Linked DNA regions of Ovis aries: region 1 is linked to region 2. Evidence: chromatin contacts called from public Hi-C data. All regions are on one chromosome and are shown on one strand. Each heading gives the region's core, a stretch centred on a gene start, on an enhancer-like site or on the middle of the called end of the contact. The rest is flanking DNA. Distances are from core to core; before and after follow the strand shown.

What was found. Hi-C and Micro-C count contacts between places; a contact is called where the count stands out from the background.
Region 1: a Hi-C map of liver shows a contact between it and region 2, with 7 times the contacts expected there. The contact joins the promoter of MYO5B here to the enhancer-like site in region 2. A contact is called at or near these places in 5 of 16 Hi-C or Micro-C datasets (blood, hypothalamus, liver and 1 more).

The regions. Positions count from the first base shown.
Region 1 is chr23:50,128,865-50,134,577 of ARS-UI_Ramb_v3.0, reverse strand. It overlaps MYO5B (myosin VB), which reads left to right and starts at 4,228. Exons shown (of 39, transcript XM_042239477.2): 1 at 4,228-4,308. The coding sequence starts at 4,261. It also overlaps the pseudogene LOC132658507.
Region 2 is chr23:49,916,405-49,922,167 of ARS-UI_Ramb_v3.0, reverse strand. The region is part of intron 7 of MYO5B (myosin VB); the gene reads left to right. Among named protein-coding and RNA genes, the nearest start is that of ACAA2, 140 kb to the right of the region's middle. Within about 2 kb of position 4,252, at least 4 of the 54 cell types and tissues checked have an H3K27ac peak or open chromatin away from gene starts, as enhancers often do. A contact at or near this core is called in liver, where this site is marked.

The sequences.
Region 1 (5,713 bases), core at 2,979-5,478, 210 kb before region 2:
GTTTGCATTCCCACCAACAGTGTAGGAGGGTTCCCTTTTCTCCACACCCTCTCCAGCATTTATTGCTTGCAGATTTTTGGATCGCAGCCATTCTGACTGGTGTGAAGTGGTACCTCATTGTGGTTTTGATTTGCATTTCTCTAATAATGAGTGATGTTGAGCATCTTTTCATGTGTTTGTTAGCCATCCGTATGTCTTCTTTGGAGAAATGTCTATTTAGTTCTTTGGCCCATTTTTGATAGGGTCGTTTATTTTTCTGGAGTTGAGCTGCAGAAGTTGCTTGTATATTTTTGAGATTAGTTGTTTGTCAGTTGCTTCATTTGCTATTATTTTCTCCCATTCAGAAGGCTGTCTTTTCACCTTGCTTATATTTTCCTTTGTTGTGCAGAAGCTTTTAATTTTAATTAGATCCCATTTGTTTATTTTTGCTTTTATTTCCAGCATTCTTGGAGGTGGATCATAGAGGATCCTGCTGTGATTTATGTCTGAGAGTGTTTTGCCTATGTTCTCCTCTAGGAGTTTTATAGTTTCTGATCTTACATTTAGATCTTTAATCCATTTTGAGTTTATTTTTGTGTGCGGTGTTAGAAAGTGATCTAGTTTCATTCTTTTACAAGTGGTTGACCAGTTTTCCCAGCACCACTTGTTAAAGAGATTGTCTTTACTCCATTGTATATTCTTGCCTCCTTTGTCAAAGATAAGGTGTCCATATGTGTGTGGATGGAAATCGATTTTCTTAAGACAAGCTATGGACTAATGGCTCCTTGAAAAGTCCTGCATTAACCAGGGCACCACAGACCACAGTTTGAAGATGCTGCCTTAGTAAGTAGGAATATTTGGGAAACCAACCTATTGAGAAGGGGAGGAGAGAAATTGCTAGGATGAAGTTCGTGCCAGTGGGACAATCACCGCAGGATACTTTTTGTATGTGATTGTCTTAGCCACCTCTTGCTGCATAACAAATTATCCCAAAACTTAGTGGCTTCAAAACCATACACATTTATTATCTCACAGTTTAATTTAGACACAGCTTTTCTGCATCCTCAGCTTCTGGGTGTCCCACGTGTCTGCCATCAAAGTGCCAGCTGGGGGTGTGGTCTTCAAGTCAAGTCTGAAGCCTTGGCTAGTGCAGAATCTGCTTCCAAGCTCACTCAGCACTGGGAGAATTCAGTTTTCGAGTGCTGTTGGTCTGAGGCTACCCTCAGTTTCTTGTCACTTGAATCTCTCCATAGGGCGGCTCACAACAGGTTAGCTTGCTTCATGGGAGCAAACATATGAGAAATGCCAGAGAAAATTCCAGCAAGACAAAGTCACAGTCTTATAACGTACTCATGGAAGTGATTCCCCATCGCCTTTGCTAGACTCAAATCACTAGGTCCAGCACAATTCACTTACTATTTCTTGAGGTCTGCTTTGAGCAAGGCAATGGGTCTGTGTTGTTCCTGCCTTAGAGCCTAGTGTTGAGAAGCCAGTGATATTAGTGGGCTTCCCAGGTGGCACTAGTGGTAAAGAACCCGCCTGCCAATGTAGGAGGTGTAAGAGACACAGGTCACATCGCTGGGTTGGGAAGATCCCCTGGAGGAGGGCATGGCAAAATTCCAGTATCTTTGCCTGGAGAATCCCATAGGCAGAGGAGCCTGGCAGGCTACAGTCCATAGGGTCACAAAGAGCTGGACATGAATGAAGTGACTTAGCACACACACACAGGGATATTAGTACACACACATTACAGGGTGCAGTGCAGATGAATGCTTTGGAAGTTCAAAGTTCTTCCTCATTTGTATGTGATGGAAAGCACCATCTGTCAGGAAGGAGAGCAAGTCACTTACAATGAGTGTCTTCTCTTTACTTTGAGAAACCATGGAGCACAGAGCAGTGCTTCTTAAAAGTATGAGCCCTATACCATCTAGGGTACTTAATAAACATGCACACACATGGACCAACCGGATTAGTATCCCCCGGCATCCTCTTTACCCTGATTCCCACTAAAGTTCACGAAATGCTGGCAGGTGCTTAGGCTCTAGAGTGTGATAGAGTTTGAGTTCAATACTGGCTCTCTGACCTAGAATGTCTCCCCAACACCCTCAGCCTCACTTTGCTCAGCTGTGAAACAGTTAATATCTGAACTGCCTCTAAAAGGTTGCTTTGAGTCTCAGACAAGATCGCAGAAGTAAAGCACTTGGCAAATGCTTTTTCCTGGCACAAAGTAAGTTTTCAAATGTTTTTATTATTATTCCAAGGAGAGAAAGCCTATATCTGATTGTGGGATTCAGTTCAGATCAGTTCAGTCGCTCAGTTGTGTCCAACTCTTTGCGACCCCATGAATTGCAGCACACCAGGCCTCCCTCTCCATCACCAACTCCCGGAGGTCACCCAAACTCATGTCCATCGAGTCGGTGATGCCATTCAGCCATCTCATCCTCTGTCGTCCCCTTCTCCTCCTGCCCCCAATCCCTCCCAGCATCAGGGTCTTTTCCAGTGAGTCAACTCTTTGCATGAGGTGGCCAAAGTATTGGAGTTTCAGCTTTAGCATCAGTCCTTCCAAAGAACACCCAGGACTGATCTCCTTTAGAATGGACTGGTTAGATCTCCTTGCTGTCCCAGGGACTCTCAAGAGTCTTCTCCAACACCACAGTTCAAAAGCATTAATTCTTCATTAGACATCCACAAAGTTCTGGCCAAGAGTAGGAGCCTCCTCAGGGACGTGATTCAGCTCAGTCAGCGTGAATTCAGCTTTTGATTCATGCCAGGTATGATGGAAGCCAGAAAGTTGGACCTGGATTGGGGGTGGGGACAAAGGATGGTCACGTGAGTCTCAGGTTGGTCAGAGGGCTTAGAGGGATTGCTAGCATTGTCTACCCGGCAGGTGGAGAAGTGGATCTAGAGGTTAGAGCTGGATTTGAGAGTTAACATTGCGGTGAGAAGAGAGATAAGGGCGCGTGGCTGAGAAGAAAGCTGAGATCTGGGAAATGGGCCACAGTTTTATTCAGGAAGAGAAAGAAGAAGGTGTGGTTAGCAAAGCTGGGAAAACAGAGAAGAAAAATGATAGAGGCCAAGGGGGGACAAGAACATAGCGAGAGTCAGTTCCCACCCCAAGCTTCAGACAGAGACGGCAGTTTCAATAGGATGGGGTTGAGAGGGAACTGCCTAGGAAGGAATGAGAGCAGAGTTTCTTAACCTTGACTGCCATTAGAACCACCTGAAAATGCTTAAAAGTCTCTTTGCTCAGACAGCACCCCAGACAAGCCAAATCAGAATTTCTGGGAGTGGGAGCCAGGCATTTGTCTTTGTAAAAGTGATTCCAATGTGCAGAAAGTGTTGAGAACCAGTGAATTACAGAGGGGCTAGACGTGGGTAAGGGAAGTCCACAGGAGTTACTACCTCAACAAGCGGAGCAGAAAAGAGCAGAGGGGAAAGTCAAGAGCCAGTTGAGAGGGCTGACTGCTCGGAGGGTAAAGAATCTGCCCGCAGTGTGGGAGACCCGGGCTTGATTCCTGGGTGGGGAAGATTCCCTGGAGAAGGCAATGGCTACCCACTCCATTATTCTTGCCTTGAGAATTCCATGGACAGACAAGCTGGTGGACCACACTCCATGGGTCGCTAAGAATCAGGCACGATTGAGCACCTCTCATACACACTTCCCTGCTGTTGGAATGGTAGGACCACTGAGTGAGCACAGGGGTGGAGGAGGCGAGGGGATCTGGAGTAGCGGTGGGCTGAGTCTTAGCAAAGGAGGCTTTCTTACCTGAGAGGGAAGGACCCGGGCGAGATGTGGAGACACAGGTGTTGAGCCTCACTCCCAGCCTTTCTGATTGGTCCTCAATGAGGCCCCATATTTTGTATATCTAAAAATTTCCAGGTGATGCTATTGGCCCTGAGGGCCACACTTCAAGAACTACCAGAATACAGGGAAGGACACTCTGCAGACAGGTTTTTGAGGGAGAGAGACAGGACAGGAGCTCCCTTTCAGATCCAAGAAGAGTCGTCCAAGCTTAGGTCATTGGCATTGGTCAACCCTGGAAGTACGATTCTTTAGAATTAGAGGGGGAACTTCAGATACTGGGGTCCCACCCTTCGCCAAATGGAGTTCCTCACGGTGGAACTGTTAAAGCTCCCCGGGTGATTCTCATTGAGGAGGCATGGTTGAGAAGGGCAGCAGGTGGACTAAATAGGGATCCTGCTTTCCAAGCGAGAAGGTCTTAAATGGGACGGGTCTGAGAATCTCCCGCCCGGCAGTGGGGCTCCGGAAGAGCCGCAGACATGGATGCTCTGGCTGAGAACTGCTTTCAGAAGTCATCCCTCATTCAGGTACAAAAGCCAACTCGGAAGACAGCGTCTCCTCCTACAGCCCTTGCTCTGCCTTTACAGACTCCTGCCAAGTCTTTTCCTTTTTGGCTGAGATTTCTACTTTTCTTTGGAAGCCAAAGAGAGCGCAAAGCTGCTAGGTGTCACTGGCAGACGCGACCAAAGTAAATGAGACAGAGAACGGCAGAGGGGCTGGGAGTGTGCGTGAGAGGGAGGGAGGGGGGAAATGTGAGGTTTCCCAGAGAGGCAAACAGTTCTCCGTTGGAGCGGCCGGGAGCCTAGTTGGAAGCTGTGGGTGAAATTTGCAAAAGTGGAGAAGGGTTTCGACTCTCACGTTGCTTGCTCTCAGATTTCAGCGCGGGGCGCTATTTGGTGCAGACAATCTCGAGTACCTCCAAATCGTCTTTAACAGGCTACCCATAACTGAATTTTAATAATGGGAATGTTAACGCCCAGGGAAAATCCACAGGAAAAATATATGAAGCCTTTCGGCCACAGGCGTCTCTCCTTTTTATTCCTCTTTTCCCTTCTCTGGTTCTTCCTCTTCTTTGTGTTTTGCTTTCCTGGTCTCCTCTGGGTGCCCGCCCAGCCTCCCGGGGCGCAGTCCGCGCGGGGGCTGCGCGCGGCAGGTGCAGGGCTAGCACCTGCCCCGCGCGCGCCCGGCGGCCGGCAGGGGGCGGTCGGCGATCGCTCTGCGCGCGGCCCCGCCCCGGCCCCGGGGACCCCGCGGCGGCGGGCCCGGCCCCCGTAGGGCGCATAGGAGGCGGCGGCGGCGGCGCACCGGCCGCGCGCCCGCCCGCTCCCTCCGGCGCGCCCGCGCCGCCTCCCATACCTGCGCGGGGAGCGGCGCCGCGGCCTCCTCCCCCGCTCGCCCGCCGCCGCCGCCGCGGGAGTAAAGGTCGCTCCCGCAGACAGCGAGCCGGCCGCGGCGCCTCCAGGAAGCCGGCGGGGCAGGTCGGAGAGGAGGGGAAAGAGCCGAGAAACTCGGGCAGAAGATGGCGCCGGACGGGCCGGCCGAGGACTGAGAGCCGCCGGGACCTGCCGCCCGCCGAGGGCACCGCGTCCGGGCTCGGCCCGGCCGGCGCGGTCATGTCGGTCAGCGAGCTCTACAGCCAGGTGAGCGCGGGCCGCGCGGAGCCCGGCGCGCGGGGGAGGCGGCGCGGCGCGCGGCCCGCGGGGGCTCGGTACCCCGCAGTTCCGTCGGGGCGCCGGCCACTCCTCGGAGCCTCCCAGCTCCGCGCCGCCTCCGAGCCCCTAACTTCAGGTGGCGGAGAAAGTTTGGCTGTTCCGGGAGCGCCCCGGCCAGGACCGTACCCCGGCTCCCCGAAGCCCTGCCGTAGCTGTCCTCGCCCCGGCGCGGTCCGGCCGAAGCCCCCGGCACCGTCCGGCTCGGAGCCCGGGCCGCGGG
Region 2 (5,763 bases), core at 3,003-5,502:
GCTTTAGCACCAGTTCCTTCATTCACTGAACCCTATGCAGGCAAGTTTGACCCTGGGGCTGTACTGTTGAACCAGACATGGTGGGTCCTGCCCTTGCTTCGCTTACAGTACAGAGTGAGAAGGGTGTGCTAAGGAGTGGGTCACAGCTGCTCAGGGACAGTTGGTCTAAGTTGGACCCCAAAGGAGGAAGCCTTGGATGACGCTTGACACTGGTTTTGTGCCCTGCTCGAGCTGCTCAGTGCTTGCAGGTTTGATTGTCCCCAGGGGTTGTAAACTCCTCAGAGAAGGAGTGAACGCTACCAGCCTTGTTTGATGGGTTCTGCCATGAGCTGGCTGCTTGGGGTTCCGATGTTGGGTCGCAGTAACAGGGACCAGAAAGGCAGGCCATGTAAAGGCTGACACCATCCTCCCCCACTCCTTCCCACGGGCCCTGCGGGACCTCTCAGAGCCAACCTGCAGGGGATGAAGACTTTTTTCTAGGGCTAATTTTATAGAAAATGAATGAATACTGGCAAGACCCATCTGGCTGTATTTGGACCATTTTATTCCAAATGTAACTTTAATAGGAAAGAAATCATCGGGTTTTTTTTTCCCCCCACTTACAGGAGAGCATTGAGGTGAGAAATGACTTTTCTTTACTCCGTGTTTCAGCAAGATGCAAGCTCCTTAGGCCCCTGGCTGGAGAGTTGAAAAACTACCCAATTGGATTAGTTTCTTGCTTTCTTACCTGCCTGTGCCCTCCAAGAGCATCTTGGAGTGACGTGAAGAGCCTTTGATAAGCTCTCATGCTCAGGCGTGAGGCTGTCTTCTGCCTTGTGGGTGGATTGGCTGTGAGCCCTGAAGCTTGACATTTTTAGTTCCACTGACAACCCTGGTTGAGTGGATGGAAACGTCAAATAAAAGAAGGACGAGCCGGTGGCTTCTAGTGAATATTCAGACATGCCTCGCCTTCCTCTCCCTTTTCTTCACTTAAACTGTTGTTCAAATGCAGAGGTCTCTGTAAGACCCCTTGGCCCTGCAGGAGTTCTGTGCATTTGTCTGAGGACAGAGTAGCTAACAGATGTGCAGACAGCCAGCCACACTTTCCTTTGCCCTGTTGTTGGTGGTCTGTTGTATTAAAATGACCTCAGTGTGAGATTTTAAAAAAATATACAATTAATAATATGTTAGAGAATGAATGCGTGCCTGCTAAGTAACTTTGCGACGCTATGGACTGCGACACTATGGACTTTAGCTCACCAGGCTCCTCTGTCCATAGGATTCTCCAGGCAAGAATCCTGGAGTGGGTTGCCATGCCCTCCTCCAGGGGATCTTCGCAACCCAGGGATCAAACCCACGTCTCTTATGTCGCCTGAACTGGCAGGCGGGTTCTTTACCTCGAGTGCCACCTGCGAAGCCTTAGAATATGCATAAATGCTGGTTAAAAGAAGTATCATGGACTCACATTCCTGTCACACAGTCAGGAATAAATCCTTTCTTCTTTTATTTCCCTGGCTATACTGATACAGTTTTATAAGTACCCTCTCTTGCCTTGCACAAGTTGGAGTACAGCCTCCCCAGGTGAAGTACAAGCCCTGGGCCGGGGTCTTGATGGTCCTTTGCTCTCATTGCTGGCTTCACGACCCCTTTGTACACTGGTTTGATCCAGTGAACCAGTTAATAGGGGATTCCATGGTGTTTGTCTCCTTGGAAATTCTAAGTAAAGAGAGAGACCCGACTGGAGGACAAGAGAAGCCCTCTGTAGGATGGGATAATTGGCTTCCTGGGCCTAAACGTAGAGCTGAGATGCAGGCAGGCTAAGTAAATAGGGACTGCAGCCTGTTGGGATGTCTGTCTTATGAAGAGAGTCTGCGGTGTTATGTTAACAGAGGTGAATGCAGCCTTAAAGCAGAGGGAAGGAAGACAGTTATTTTGATTGTAGTAGAGGATGCTGTGATTGGCCAGGGTACCCTTGCAGTGATGAACCTCAGTGGGGGGAAGTTAGCCTGCAGGGCCTGTGAGTTTGGGAACTCAAAGCCCAGAAGGGTGGAGTGGTCTGTCTGACTTAGAATGTGAGATGGCAGGGCCCTGGCTGCTGACAACAACAGGTGTTTGATTTTGAAAATGCCTCCTTCCCTCCAGGGTGACAGTTTAGTATTCTTCTTCTTGGAGTCGCAGACAACTCTAGTATATCAGCTGATACTTTTGATAAAAAGTTAAGTTGTATCTATGGCTAAGCAATGGGATTTCATAGATAACCATCTCCTTAGCAGGGTGATCAAGGAATGGGCTGCCAGGCCTGGCCAAACCCTGGGTGAGCCTGCCCCTAAAAACCCTATGATGCTCAGTTTGCCTGTCTGGAAAATGGGAGTAAATATACATTTGGCCCTCCATATCTGCGGTTTCTACTTCCGTGGATTCAGCGAACCGAAATTCGACCCACAGTTGTAGAGGGCTGATTGTATTACAGCATTTTATATAAGTTGCTCGGTTGTGTCCGACTCTTTGTGACCCCATGGACTGTAGCCCGCCAGGCTCCTCTGTCCAGGGGATTCTCCAGGCAAGAATCCTGGAGTGTTTTGCCATTCCCTTGTCCAGGGGATCTTCCCGACCCAGGGAGCAAACCTGGGCTTCCTGCTCTGCAGGCAGATCCTTTACTGTCTGAGCCGCTGGGGAAGCTCTATTTTATATAAGAGACTTCAGGATCTGTAGATTTTGGTATCTGTGAGGGGGGGGGGGGTCCTGGAACCAACCCTCTATGGATACACAGTTCAGTTCAGTTCAGTCACTCAGTTATGTCCGACTTTTTGTGACCCCATGAATCGCAGCATGCCAAGCCTCCCTGTCCATCACCAACTCCCGGAGTTCACTCAGACTCACGTTCATCGAGTCCGTGATGCCATCCAGCCATCTCATCCTCGGTCGTCCCCTTCTTCTCCTGCCCCCGATCCCTCCCAGCATCAGAGTCTTTTCCAATGAGTCAACTCTTCACGTGAGTTGGCCAAAGTACTGGAGTTTCAGCTTTAGCATCATTCCTTCCAAAGAAATCCCAGGGCTGATCTCCTTCAGAATGGACTGGTTGGATCTCCTTGGAGTCCAAGGGACTCTCAGGAGTCTTCTGCAACACCACAGTTCAAAAGCATCAATTCTTTAGCACTCAGCCTTCTTCACAGTCCAACTCTCACATCCATACATGACCACAGGAAAAACCATAGCCTTGACTAGACGGACCTTAGTCGGCAAAGTAATATCTCTGCTTTTGAATATGCTATCTAGGTTGGTCATAACTTTTTCCAAGGAGTAAGTGTCTTTTAATTTCAAGGTTGCAGTCACCATCTGCAGTGATTTTGGAGCCCAAAACAATAAAGTCTGACACTGTTTCCACTGTTTCCCCATCTATTTCCCATGAAGTGATGGGACCAGATGCCATGATCTTTGTTTTCTGAATGTTGAGCTTTAAGCCAACTTTGTCACTCTCCTCTACAGGGACGACTGTATTCAGTCATCCTCATACAGACACTGTAAAAATCATCAAACGAGGTGTTTTGAAAGATAAATGTGAAGGGGGCATAGAATTGGTGTTTTATTAAACCTCTGAAGCTGTTAACAATACTCTGTCAGAGCTTCCAGGGTGATGAGAACGAAAGATCCAAATTTGCCATCTTCCACAAAGACCTAATGTCACTTGCTTCATCAAAGTGGGCTTTTGCTGTGGCCGTGAGTGAGCTCGGGGCTGAAGTCCTTCATCTCCCCGCTCAGGTGCCTGCAGTCATCAGGGGGCGTTGAAACAACCTCTCCAGAAGGCCCGCCCTCATTAAACGTGACTGCTACTATGCTGTTTATTCCTGTGTACAGTGTTCCTTGCTGGTTGTGTGGGAGACTGGGGTTTGGGGCTGAGTTCTGCTGCTTCCTTGCTGGGCCTGATAGCGTGGACTGGGCCGGTGGGAGGAATTGGCAGAGTGCAGTGCTCCCTGGAGCGTAGGATTGGAGGTGGGGAGTGGAGAGATCTGGCAGGGCCTGAACAAGTGGAGCCCGAGGAGTGGCAGTGAGGAAGCTGTTGGGTCTGGGACGTACAGGTGGCAAAGGAAGGAAGAGCCTTGGGTCTGGAGTGTTTGGAGGAAGCCACTTAATCAAAGGTCCGGGAGGCCCTTCTCGGGAGCTTGACCTTTCCCTTGAGGGCAGTGGTCTCCACGGAGCGTTCGGCAGGGAGTGGTGTGATCAGTTTCCGGCGATTTGGAGGAGTGTTTTGAAAGGACAGGAGCAGAAGCCAGGGGAACTTTTGCAACAGTTCCCAGACAACAGGAGCTGAAGGTCAGGCCTGGGGCAGTGGCGGTCAGGAGGGAGGAAGGAAAGAGAGTGAAGAAATTCTTCGGAGATCAAGTCAGAAGGACAGGTATTGAAGGGGGTCACCAGGAGTTGCCGGGAAGCTGTGCTGAAGCCCGTGTAGCTCATGTGCCATCAACTGTGCGTGCCCAGATCAAGAGAAGATCTTTGAGCTGGTGTTTGCAGGGGCGGAAGGAAAACAGCCAGTGTCCAGTGTTGGCACGTTATCAAATCCAAGCCCTGGACAGGGTTGTAGCCCCACAGAGGTGCTAGTTCGTGGAAAGTGTAAGTGACTTTCGAGGGTAATGTTGATTGGCTGCAACTGTTGCCTGAAACCCTGGCTTCTGAGCCCTGGGGTGCAGACGCTCCCCTGAGGACACCTCTGGATCGATAACTGGCTGCCTGTTCACTCCCCGTCCAGGCGGTGAGCAGAGGCCTGATGGAAGAGGAATTAAACTGAGGATTGAGGGCAAGCACTGAGCCTCAACCTGGGTTTACACACATGCTTAAATAGCTCACAATGCCCTAACATTTAAAACAAAAAAGGCTGTGTCCCCCTGGGCACGTCACTGCCCTTCATGTGTTAAACGAAGCTGTCAGAGATTACGGATGGTCACGGAGGTCTGCTTCTAGGGTGGGTGTACATTTTTTTTTACCATGTTTCTCAGAGCCTTTTAAAGATAAGTCTGCTGTAATTGAACTCTTCTGTAATTGAATTCTACTGTAATTGAACCAGCCATTTTATTTTCTCATGTTTTTTCACGTATCCGTTTAATGCAAGCAACAGGTTCTCCACTGAAGTGTAGTTTTCTGTCTTTTGATCCTCAGTCTTCTGTCCCATTTGCTGTGGTCAATAAAGATGATATTTGAAACCCTGTTTGGCTCCACTTAAACGAGGCACCTAGAATAGTCAAACTCATAGAGTCAGAAAGTACATTGGTAGATGCCCAGGGGTGCGGGTGGGGTCAGGAGGGGGAAGGGGACTTAGTGTCTAATGGGGACAGAGTTTCGGTTTAGGAAGGTGAAAAATTCGGGAGGTGGGTGGTGGCAAGGTTGCACAGCAGTGTGAATGCACGCAGTGCCACTGAACCCTGTAGTTGAAAGAAAGTGAAAGTGAAGGTCGCTCAGTCGTGTCCAACTCTTTGCGACCCCATGGACTGTACAGTCCATGGAATTCTCTAGGCCAGAATACTGGAGTGGGTAGCCTTTCCCTTCTCCAGGGGATCTTCCCAACCCAGGGATCAAACCCAGGTCTCCCACATTGCAGGCAGATTCTTTATCAGCCGAGCTACAAGGGAAGCCCAAGAATACTGGAGTGGGTAGCTGGATTATCCCTTCTCCAGCGGATCTTCCCAACCCAGGAATCGAACCGGGGTCTCCTACATTGCAAGCGGATTCTTTACCAACTGCGCTATGAGGGAAGCCACGAACTCTGTAGTTAAATATGATTAAAATAGTATG